Linked DNA regions of Gossypium hirsutum: region 2 is linked to region 1. A link is a contact called in public Hi-C data. All regions are on one chromosome and are shown on one strand. Each heading gives the region's core, a stretch centred on a gene start, on an enhancer-like site or on the middle of the called end of the contact. The rest is flanking DNA. Distances are from core to core; before and after follow the strand shown.

Region 1 (6,142 bases), core at 425-2,924:
GCATACATACAGCATAGCATTTTAAAATGCAGCATAAAACTGAATTCATCCTTTGCAACAAAAGAAAACCATTCAAAACAAAGACTTATTGATCAGACTATTGAAGAGTCATAAACGAAGTCACAGGAGTCTAACAACAAAAATTCCCACTGCAATGATAAGAACGGTCACACTGTCAAGTAACAAACACGACCTTCAATGATATAGCTATGAACTTAGGTCAAGGTAACACCACAATGGTATAATTCAGATGCACCTGCAAATCGTACTGAGAAAAACATACAACAGAACTTATTTCTTTCCCTCAATAGACCATAAAGTATAAACCTATTTCATAACTCAAAAAATATGGCATCCAAAAAATAGATACCAGGACAAGGATACTGGAATACATAAGGACCAGTCTCGACAGACATCCTTGAAGCTTCATTATGGCCTTTAGAGAGATTCTTAAACAAAGCCTTAACTTGTTGTTTGTACATTTCAGCATCTGTCAGATCCCGACCATCATCTAGTCCCTCGCCAGAGGAAGACCATCAGTAACACGAGCAATCATTGTCAGTTTCACCATCTTTACTCCCCTTTTTCTCAGCTTTCACAAAATCCCTTCAAACTAATAGAAACGCAAAATTAACACCTTAAGTAAAATTTAACAAGCCAAATTCCATTCCATGATATTAAAAAAATGCATAGCGGATTTCAATTGACTATAATTCGATAATTTCATTCTCAATCTTAATGGTACAACCACCCACCACAAAGCTGAAAATAAATACTATTTTCCACTTGAACAATTATCATTGCAAACAATTAAAATTATCGGAAAAAAACATAAATTGATTCCATAATTTTGATTTTCACTAAACCCTCATCATTGGTCAAAAGCAAGATCGACCCAACACTTCCTTTTCCAATCGAAAGGTCATTAATGTAATCCAAAGACAATCAATCTAGTCAATGTCATCACGATCTGACAAAGAAATATATATTTTTCAAGGATTCCAACAAAACCCAGAAATTCAGTAGAAGAAAAAACAAAATCTCATATAAGAATTTCCACAATGAACGATTTTTTTCTTCAAATAATTATATGCATGCACATTTAAAAATCGATAAATAAAAGCTATTAGTTTTTAATGGAATACCTGATTAGAGCATGTAGGTCTTCGAATTTCTCCTTGATTTCAAGGATAAGAAAAAGGAATGAAGAACGGAAGAAGGAGAAGCAGCTCTACCTGGATGAAGGAGGAACCGGAAGAGGTCCTTGACCAAACTGATTTGCAACCCAAGGGGAAGGGGAAAGGGAAGAGGAAGGGGAAAGGGGAGAAGAAGGGTAGCCAAACATTAGAAAAGCCTGAAGAATGCAACTGCAGAATATATGGGTAAAAGAGGAAAAGAAAAATAACTGAAGTTGCTAAATTTTTATTGGACCAAAAGTCTCCAGTCTAGAATTAAGCCTCCGGTGAGGTGAAATGTATTTTCAACGTACTGAAGAATACTTTCTAAACAGCCTTGCATTTGTTAACATTTTAGTTGAGCCTTGCGTTTGTTAACATTTTAGTTGCAATTTTTTTTAGCCTAAAAAAGCCAACCTACTGGAACCCAGTTGCATCTAAAGGAACCCTAAATTAAAGATATAATTCGGTTCATTTCAAAATAATAGTAACATTCAAAACCTCAAACCAAAACCAAACACTACCATTTAAATAAATTTTCTATTTTTCAATTTTGTTCGGCCCTACTAGGAGAGACATCACTAAAATATCCAACCCAACAAAACTTTCAAGTCAGATTAGCTGAATTAAAAAAATGATTATTTGATTAGATAATATTAAGTATATCATTAGTACATGCATCGTTAATTAACCAAAACAAATCACCCTGGGCAATATAAATTCTTGATTTAAAGATTTATAACTATTATTTCCCCATCTCCTTTATGGATTTATTGTACTGCCACGATGCCATGCGATATGATGATGGGAAAGGTTCGGGATAATGTTTTCACGTATTTCATTTCATTGCTCATTTCCATTAATCCATTTCAGCTCTTAATGATCTAAATACGAGAAAGCTTGGTTTTGACGGAATTCAAGTTTGAGAAAGTTCAAGTCCGTAAAAATTCGAGTCCAAATGTTACGAGGCTAGAACGCGATTCTTTTGCTTCAAATCCGCCTAAGTGTTTGAATAAATATTCTCAAAAGTATTTTATTACTCAAGAATCTGGGGTAACTCTATTTACGGTTGAGCTCTCTCAGATCTAGTAGTACAATTTAAATTAGATCAACGGTCAATATTAAAACTTATCTACAAGATGAGATTCCTAAGAGATTTAAGCTCCATACATTCTTATCCCTCAGGATTACAAAATATTCGCCTTAGTAAAATATAAATTACTAGAGTGTTTACATATTCTCTAAACTGAGTAGATAGGCTTTAGTCTCTCTAAGTAATAGGTCAGTCCTATCGCATCGAATGACCCTAAATAAACAAATGGATCATCAAATGGTGCCTTGGTCGTGGGCTCCTTTGTGCGGTCCATGACATTCTCCACCACCTATTCTCACAACGCCTTTATTGCGTCTGACCACCTCTAAACATACGAACATTTAGAGTAAAAAAATTGTGAAAATAAATCGATATAAAATTAGAGCGGTATCTGCAAGCGAATAGGTAAAATTATAATATAGAAGTGTTACAACGGAACACCAGTAAGTATTTTGAGGATTATACCAAAGGGATTGCATATTGGAGAATTTTATTATTAAATTAATTACAAAAAATAATTAATAATCTGATTGAGTCATAAATTAGTAGTGTGAATCCAAATTAAAAGATTAATTAAGCTAATTAAATTAATTGCTCTAAATTAACCTAATAGAATTTCCTATTCCTAGTGTCGACAATGCGAGTTCTCAACTTATGATCGATTAATAGATAAAAGATTAACTTATTTTCGTGGTCGTAATTAACTTCAAAACTCGGTTTTTTATTAGAGAATTAGTTATTACCTAGATAATATTACCTCTCGACCTCTACTGCCTAACTAATCAACCAGTACACGCTTATCTCTTGGCCTCACTCTCCTCACTAGGATAAATACACGATTTACTTGGTAACCTCATCTCTCGATCCGTTTACCTATATTACTTCCTAGGTTTGTTAAGCGTAGGGCTTAAAAACACGTGCATTCATATAAACAAGTGATTGCAGCTTTACACTAGTCCTAATTGTTGCAAATCACTCATCCCAAAAACATCACTTACATCAAATATAAACTCTCCAACAAATTGTCTAACACGACTGCCAAACACACAAAATAAAGTTAATAAAATAAACAACCAAAAGCACTCCACAAAACACACCCATGTGTGCAGTACAACAACCTATTTGTAGGCTTAACATGGCAACTTCCCTTATCAGCTTTGTGAAGATAAATTCATCCTTTTAGTTGCACAATAATTCTGGATAAAAACCTTCAATCTTTATCCCAAGATAAAGCCTTATAAACCAAGTAAAATCAATAGATAAATCACCAAGGACAAAGGCTTAAAAGACGAGGATAAGTCTTAACGGATAAGGCATGTCGATCTCGTAGTTTTTTCAATCATCCAAATCCAATTACCATGGTTTGAGATGAAACATGTTCTAAGATTCATTTGCTTATGGAGAAAACGTCCACGGAGGTCTAAATATAAAATGCTAACATCCAACTCTATCTAAGCTGTCTTAAAGTCTTGTCCAAACAATTGTTTAAACAGGTTGTTTCAGCATCAACACTAAATAGCAAAAAGCTCAAAGCTACCAATCTTTCCTTCACTTCCTAATCCAATCAGCAATGTATAGGATGTGATGGAACATGTTTTGAGACTCATTGCTTATGAAGAAAACAATTGTGGAGAATCAAGTCAAAAAGCCCAAATGCAACTCGACTTGAGCTGTCCAAGAGTCTATTGTTTAAAGGTTTCGATGGATAGTTGTTTAAATAAGGAGTTGTTTAAACAAGATGTTATGAACAGCTTAGCAAGTTTTCTGAATAAGAGTTGAAACATTAGCAAGGAGAGAATGAAAGTTCCAACACACACAAATATATAATTATTAATTAGTCCAAAATCAAACCCAAATTTACTAATTGATTTGATTAAATTGGCTCGATGAAGAATTTAAAGGAAAATAGTATATGTTGATAAACTTTGACAGATGAATTTCTTGAGCCTCCTCATCAGACATACTGAGTCACAAAAGAAGAATTAGGGGCTTCAATTAGGTCGAAGATGGCGGCGGCATATGTTATGCATGTGAAGCAGATGCACAGTTTGAGTTTGCACCATCTTCCCATACATCTTGCTATGTTTACATGGGACAGATAAGCGGAAAGGAAAATGGGAAATTTGGTTTTATTTATTTATTTCTTTCTTTCTTGTTAATATTTGATAAGTTGTTATTAATATAATTATTTATATCCTCCTGTAAGCGTTTGCAAGCTTAAAAGTAAAGGGGGTTGAGAAAATCAATCTTTGGTTCATTGAGAATCTTGTAGGCTGAGATCATTCGGTAAGATGTTATTACTGATTGAATTGCTTCTTACTATTGTAACAATTTAGAGTTTGTAAGTTTAAACGAGGAATCCATTATAGGAATTGAGAATTGATGGGATAATGAATAGTTTATGCATGGGTTTAAAAAATTCATTTCCCATTTTATCTCCTATTTGCTTTTGTGTTAGAAAAATGCCATCTTTTCTATTTTCTTTCTTTCCTTTCAACTTTTTTTCTCTTTTCATCCTTCCATCCACCCATCCATCCATCCATCCAAGTACATCCTAAGATAATAAAGTACTGATCAAAACAGATCTCAAAAGAAAATTTGCAATGTCTTTTAATTGATGATCAAACTGGAAACACTGTCAAATAATGAATGGCAATGGATTAGTAGTCACTTTACAAGAAAAATTTCCAGAGGAAAAGAAATGTGATGGCCCAAAATCACAAGGCTGAAAACCCCAAAAAAGGAAAAAAAAAAAAAAAGAAGAACTAATATGAAAAAAAATCAACAAAGAGAATGAGGAAAATGAATATTCCACGATGAATGTACAAAAATTCAAACGGATATAGAACAGAGATCCTCAAATACTTGTCTAATGTTAGGCCTCTCATTTACAGGAAGAATACACTTGAGTGATATGGCTAGCAATTCATCCATCGCTTTCGTGTGTTCTTCCCCACCTGCAATGTCTCTATCAATACAGTCCATTCCCCGCCCTTCTTCATCACACAATTTAACCCAATCTGTCAGATCGACTGCTCCTGATTGTCCCGATATTATGTCTCCCGCACTTCTTCTCGTTAACAATTCCATCAGGATCACTCCAAAAGCATACACATCTGCCTTCAGTGATGGGACTGGTTTAGATGCAAGAGCCAGCTCTGGAGCACGATATCCAAGGGCTCCCAGATTCAATATCTGCTCCGCAGTGCCAGTTGGTGTCATCAGCCGGTGAAGGCAATAATCAGTGATGCAAACATGGTAATTGGAGTCAGTAAGGAGTATATTCGTCGGTTTTAGGTTTCCATGTGCCAGGCCTCTATCGTGGAGGTATAACAAACACCGAGCAACTTCTACGCCAATTTTCAGTCTTTGGCTAAATGACAACGGGGAGTACCTCCGAGGAGTAGTCTCTGCAGTGCCACAGACACGTATATATTGATCAAATGAAAACATAAAAGCAGAATCTTGATGCATTCATGAACACTTGCAACATAAGTACATAACCTAAATTGCAAGACAATTGTAATAAAACCCTGCTGCTCATCTTAAGAGTCAAATCAATTTATGGCAACAATGCCCGGTTGTAATAAAAGCTCTAGCCATGATAGAAACCTAACACTGTGAACCACTTGCAAATTTAACACTAACCTTCACTTTTTGTTAGTGACTTGGTAAAAGAAAAGCATAAAGCTTCATTCTAATAATGTAAGCCAGTGTGAATAATCAAATCAAATAACAAACATCTTCTCTTTGACTAAGTCACATTTCAAAGAGATGAGACCCTAGTCTATTGTTTCAACCTTTGTAACAATGTAATTTCATTTGATTATGAAAAATTTTAAGAACTTAAACCTATTGTTTTTAAGACCAAACG
Region 2 (6,330 bases), core at 686-3,185, 460 kb before region 1:
TGTACATGTCGATTCAATCAGCAATAGCATTATTAAGATCGACAAACTATGCCAAATCAGAAGGGATATACAAATTCTTTCGAGATAGATACCTTTCCATACTTTCGGCTTCTTGCTTGGAGTTGTAAGCTGCCATCATGCTGGAAATTACGAACCTCAGCCTGAAGAAAAAAGAATGTCATTTCCAACACAAGTGTTCATCGTTTTCTTCTATTTGTCATATAGCATGTTCATGTTCATATAAAAATACTACAAAAGAGAACACAAACAAGTGCGTCACTGGACTTACACAGACAATATCATTCTCTTCAAATATACTTCGCATGTTGAGTTCATCCAAAGCAGTTCGCCGTCGCTAATAATACAAAGTGAAATTTAAATTAGGAAAATTTATAAGGGAGCAAAAGCAAAGTTGTATGTTACTTAGGGATGAGTATCGGACTTAAATGTCCAACATGGGTATATTCAATTTTCTAAATTTTCCATCTATTAGGAGGATCATATCCACATATCAATGACCAAATATATGTCAAAAACAGGTTCTTCAAGAAAAATGAGTCAGTATAACATAGGGAAAAAACATAAATATTTTCCCCATATGGCATCAAAACGCAGCTAGCATAAATATGAGGCAGTTTTGAAGCAAGACAAACAAGGAATGAGGAACTTATAAATGTTGCTCATATAAAATTCAATGGATAGCTTCAAGGGATACTATGCAGTATCAGACCAATGGTGGAAGTTCAACTAAAAAGACTTTGCTAGTCTAACAATATACAAGGAGAACTGCACTCTCACATCAAGCATCCAACCTCAATCGAATTTCATTATAAATTCTACATAATTTCTGCAAGGAATATACAAGTTACCTGAATACCATCAGGCATGTTCATTGAAGAAAGCATTAAAACCGCATCTTGGCTAAAATTAATTTCTAATCTCCACCGCTTTTGAGCAACCTGAATATGAATAAATGAAAATGCAAAGTCCCTTATGTGTTCCAGAAAAGAAGAATAATTATTTTTGGTACAAAGGGAAATACTGGGTCAATGCCACATTTGAAGGTAAGTGTTATTCAGCCACTTTAGGCCTTACCTCGACTACACGTCCCACTACGACATCCCCAACCTCTGGCTTGTACCTAAAAGATTTAATAATTCGAAAATAATTAAATTCCAAAACAACAAAAGAAGAGTAATAGGATTGAAGAGAGATTTTTGTTTGAGAATACCTAGCGCGTAAGGAGCGTACGTAGACCAGTTTGTTGACGCGCTCCACAACGCCGCACACAGTTGCCACCAATTCGCCGTTGAGGTCCGTTGTTCCATGTCCCCTTCAGAAAAAAAAAAGTGAAGAACATAAAACAAGTGTTTAGCCATGCTATATAATTAATTTAATTGTAGTTTTTGGGGAGCACTTGAGAAAAGCGTCTTCGTAGTTGACAGGAATAGTATCGGCGACGGTAACGGAAGCGTCGGAATTGGCCATAGCAGATAGAGACTGAAGCTTTTCGAATGCCCTTTGAAGTCTTACCCTTTGGGTTTGGCTCAACGGTAACTTCAATCCTCTCATTTTATCTTTGTTATCGGCTACTCGGCATAAGCTTGATTTCGGGGTACTCAAACTCTTCCTGCAAAACAAAAAAAGTGGAGAGAAGAAGGAGAAGAAGAAACCCTAAACCCTAATGCCTCGATTGAATTTCCCCCCATTCTTTGATTACTAATTGGGCTGTTAACGGGCTATTTAATTGGGCCACCCGGTTGATTTGTTCGTACTTTTGTAAGATTTCTGTAATTTTGTTTCCGTGACCAAAGTACCCAAAAAAAATATCTCGCAGCTCAAGCTTAAAGAAGAGACAGAGAGAAATGCATAAGAAACAGGGGAAAAGTTACGTGGGTTGAAGAAGTTAGATTTTCTGCACAATGATATTTCTTTTGCCTAAATATCTTATAACTAAGAAAAACCTAATTTAAATAAATTTGTTCAGAAGCGAAGGCTTAACTCAATTGTTAGAAGTCAAAAGCTGTTTTTATTATTTAAAATATATTAAAACATTTTAGAAGGCTATTTTTTATAATTAATGTAAACATTTTTTTTGATTAAATAGTTATTCATATCTAATCAAATTAATCTAAATTTAAAATACTTGTAATAATTGAGAAATTTAAATTAAACAAATAATTCAACTCTAGAAAATTTAATATAAAGTTGTTACCCCAATCCAAAAAATATGTATTAGAGCGAACATAATCGATATTAACTCAATTACAACTTCAATGTTACACTTGGCGCTTTAAGATAAACATTACTATCCAATAAACACCTAAATAAAAGAATAGGGTAACACCACAAAGTTCATGGTCACAATCTTGCCAAATAAGGATACCCTAACGAGTAAGCACATGGTTTTAGAACATGATATTAACGACTACGAATATCTCAACCAATCAATACGACCACACACTCTTATGCAAGAAAGCAACTCATGAGTAACAAAAGGAATGGCCGCAAGTTTTGATAAAAAAGGAAGATCTAGCAATTATTAAGGAATATCTTTCACTATCATTATTCTCTAATATATTTCAAACCCTTTATCTCTTTTAAATACCTGCTGATTTAAACATCAGATAGCATTTAAGAACATAAGCTTCGATTCTCCCCTAGTTTTCTTTGTGCTTGTAACTTGTTACTAGCCATCTCAAGTCAATTTTCCCTTCTCATAAAGATGACACATTAACATATCTAAATAGTATAGTTCACAATTATACTCCAATATTAGTTTACTTATGTCATAAATTATCTTTTTATGGTGAAAGTGAAAATTCATAAATTAATCCCTATGCTTTTTAATCTTATCCAATTTAGACTAAATGTGATCTTCATCCTACCAATATACATTTCATGTCATTTTTATTCCAAATAATCATTATTAACTAACATTTTCTCAAATTAGTAAAATTATATTTTAGTGTTCATACTTTTTAAAATTTATGATTGATCATTTTATCACATTTTCACATTCACAACTCTTCATTGATTTCCATCACCAATATCAAATTAATTCCTTATGATCTCTTTTTCTAACTCATTTTTATATTTTCTCAAAGTTCACTAAACATGATCTCAGAACAATACCAGATGTTGTATAGAAAATTTGGGGGCGTTACAGTAATAGTATATAATAGGGAGATCAATTATAATACTTTAGTGGAATGACTATGTGACAAAATAACTTTATAATTAATAGACAAAGAGCCAAAACTTAATTACAATTTATTTAAGTCATAATTATATATGTCCAATCGGTTCATCTATTAACTCAACACAACTTTTTGACAGATTAAGTTTAATATGAACACTTGCATGGGACCGTACACATTGAACAAGTAGAATTAGTTCACTAGATTTACTCATTGAAATAATAAGTTTTTTTTTTGTTTAACGATTAGATTGATCTGGGATTAATTTAGTTACTTTGGATATTTATTTAATTAGATCAAATGATGGATTCGAAGTGGATTTAAATTAAGTGATTATAATATTTAATTGCTTGAAATAAAATTAAGTAAATAAAATTGTGTATGCATTTTAATACAATAAAAACGTGGTGAGTTCAACGAGATTAAAATAGGGTTTGCGTACTATATTTAATTAGATAATTAATTTTAATTTTTTACTTGAAATTAATTAACAATCCAAAATATATGTAAGCCTTAATATTAAAAGGTGACAAACACATGTATGGAGAAACCTTGCCACCCAAGCAAGCAAGGAGGTGGCATTAAGAGTACTTATTGGGCTTGATTTGCCGTCCATAAGATTTATTATGCCTTGAAGACTCTTTATTTATTGACAATTCTAAATAATTAGACTTCTAATTAGCTCTCTCTAAATATCTTATATTGATTGAAGAGATAATATTGATGGTTGATCAAAATAGATCATTTTATGAGAATTAGAATATCTAGTTGTCAATCCACATACTCAGTTTGCTCAAAATTATTTTTTTTCTTTACAGAGTTCTGAGTGAGCATTATACAACTTTCTCTTAAACGAATCAAAAATCTCTTCACAAATGTATCTATGATGGAAATTATGCTACCATAATATAGGAAAAATAATAATAATGCAATGTTGAGAAGGGAGAATTGAATAACTCAGTGATGGATATTTATAAAACTAAATTGGATTTGCACTGTCTATAAACAAATATGGACTCTGATAAAACAATCAGTGCTAGTCTATGCTGCTGTTTCTTTCTTTCTTTCTTTCTTTCAAAATTCTTTAGCTATCCATGCCCTCAAGATTTCTAGGCAAAGATAAAGTTACCCATTTAAGGTATTTTTCATCCCAAAGGAACTCAGCTAGCCTTAGAAGAGATTTGGTAAAGGCCTGCTGCTGCTTGTTGAGGTTGCTCTTAAGCATCTTCAGCTTCACGGCGTTGGGATATCTTGAGAAGGTCGCCACCGATTTCTCGGTCGTCTTCTACTTTTTCTCTTCGGTTTCCATCTAAATTACCTATGTAACCTTCTGAATTCATGCCCCGGGTAAACCCTCTTTCATTTTCTTGTACATAAGCGTGAAAATTGTTTCTTGAAGGCTTTATCTTGGAGCAGAATACTTCTCGAAAGTTGTTCAAGCAGCCACGGTCATATACTTGAGGCCTTTCTACTCCTCGGTAACGAAATGTCTCATATGTGGTCTAAAGAAATAAATACAGTATAAGAAACTCTTGATAACAGAAAGAGATGTATAGTAAGTAGCTCACATCTATGTTATATCAACTCTTTATTTTTCTTATTATATTCTTATTTGATACTTATGTTGAATATTTTAGACACAGGTATAAAATATGGTCCTTTAAATATATGAGAAAATTCGAATTAGACATATATCCATATTTGACATTCACTCCCAAGTTAAGTCTAAATAACATAAAAGTCAACATACTCTCATCTCCCTCCCCCTCCCCCTCCCCCATCCCCTCACTTTTTTATTGTCCGTTCTCCTTGTTGAAACTGTTTTGGCATCATGCCAAACCTACATTCTCCAAATACATCAAAGCTATCATTATTCACATATCCCATCCCATCTTACATCCATTACTTTTAGCACCTGAACATTCTTCCATAAATAATTCACAACCTGCACTTCAGGTTTCAGCTTTTGAAAGAGAGAAGAACGAAAATAGAGAAAGTAAATAGTAGAAAGATCCTAGTCCATTTTGTGTATGTTCCCATTCCCAAGGTCTATATTTTTCTTCAAAAGAAATTTGTAGTTTGGCTTTCTAGACATGCTTGGCTGGTATCATATACAAATAACAGGAAGCTAAAAGCAGCATATCAGAGTACTAGGCTGCAACCACTTACATAAAGAACAAAATACAGGTAATACTTCCTCCCCAAACCTCCCAAAAATTTAGAAGGATACTCACCTGGTTTGTGCCAATAAGATATAAGTGGAAGCAGGTAAGTCCTCCAACAAACCAAAGGAAAATGAAGCAATAAACCATTAGTACCACCGAAAGTGGTGACTCTTTTATTGCCTTCCAGACCGTTCCATAGTCATTCGTAAGGAATTTTATGTTCAAGGCAGAGATTCCAAAGATAAAGATGCAGAGGATGGTTGAAGACGAAATGAACAAAAAGAATGAACGGTAGTTGCGCTGCATATACATAGAAGGTAAGTTACTCTTTTGTCATTGAGCAAATCTTTCTTACAATGATGATGTTTATCAACATCAAAACATCAATTACACTAAAGATGGTACTTCAGTTTCCTGTTTTGTTGGCAAAGGATCTGAAGATAATAAAGTCTAGAAATATATTTTTGCACATGTGAATCTTTCGATTGTTTGTAGTGCATAATTTAGATTTGGTTTCTCATTTTTTTTGGCCATTTTAAAAACATACAGATTTCAGCAAGTAAATAGACAACTAGTTAAAAAACAAGAGAAAGCCTGATACACTTACCATTCCGATGCACTGGCCTACCCAAGGACAATGGTGATCAAATCGCTCCACACAATTATCACATACAGAGCAATGTGAGCAACGAGGTGGACGATACAACTGGCATGTGATACAATACTTCACCCTAACAGGCACACCATTGACAATAACTTCTTTTGTGGGTGGTAGTCGTGGGGTTGGTGTTTGTCTCCCAACATCAATTGAAGCTGAGGAATCATAACATATCTCTTCTGTTGGTGGATGTAAATTGCGAGGAACAATTCCAGGGTCTCTGGCAGAGGTAAGAAGAAGCAGGAGTAATACCTGTCATAATCAATTAAGGAATTACATTTGAAAATTTGTGGTTTCAGTAAAAAAT

Evidence for each region. Hi-C and Micro-C count contacts between places; a contact is called where the count stands out from the background.
Region 2: a Hi-C map of leaf shows a contact between it and region 1, with 2.2 times the contacts expected there. The contact joins the promoter of LOC107921000 here to the promoter of LOC107911489 in region 1. A contact is called at or near these places in 3 of 34 Hi-C or Micro-C datasets (leaf and seedling).

The regions. Positions count from the first base shown.
Region 1 is chrD11:39,454,010-39,460,151 of Gossypium_hirsutum_v2.1, reverse strand. It overlaps LOC107911489 (protein BLISTER), which reads right to left and starts at 1,674. Exons shown (of 4, transcript XM_016839315.2): 1 at 1,146-1,674; 2 at 371-613. The coding sequence starts at 490. LOC107911490 (probable inactive receptor kinase At5g10020) reads right to left here. Exons shown (of 4, transcript XM_016839320.2): 4 at 4,855-5,678. The coding sequence ends at 5,101.
Region 2 is chrD11:39,918,858-39,925,187 of Gossypium_hirsutum_v2.1, reverse strand. It overlaps LOC107921000 (exosome complex component RRP4 homolog), which reads right to left and starts at 1,935. Exons shown (of 7, transcript XM_016850845.2): 1 at 1,418-1,935; 2 at 1,232-1,333; 3 at 1,096-1,141; 4 at 870-959; 5 at 290-355; 6 at 93-161. The coding sequence starts at 1,572. LOC107921326 (protein S-acyltransferase 8) reads right to left here. Exons shown (of 5, transcript XM_041104516.1): 3 at 5,973-6,275; 4 at 5,435-5,665; 5 at 4,149-4,702. The coding sequence ends at 4,418.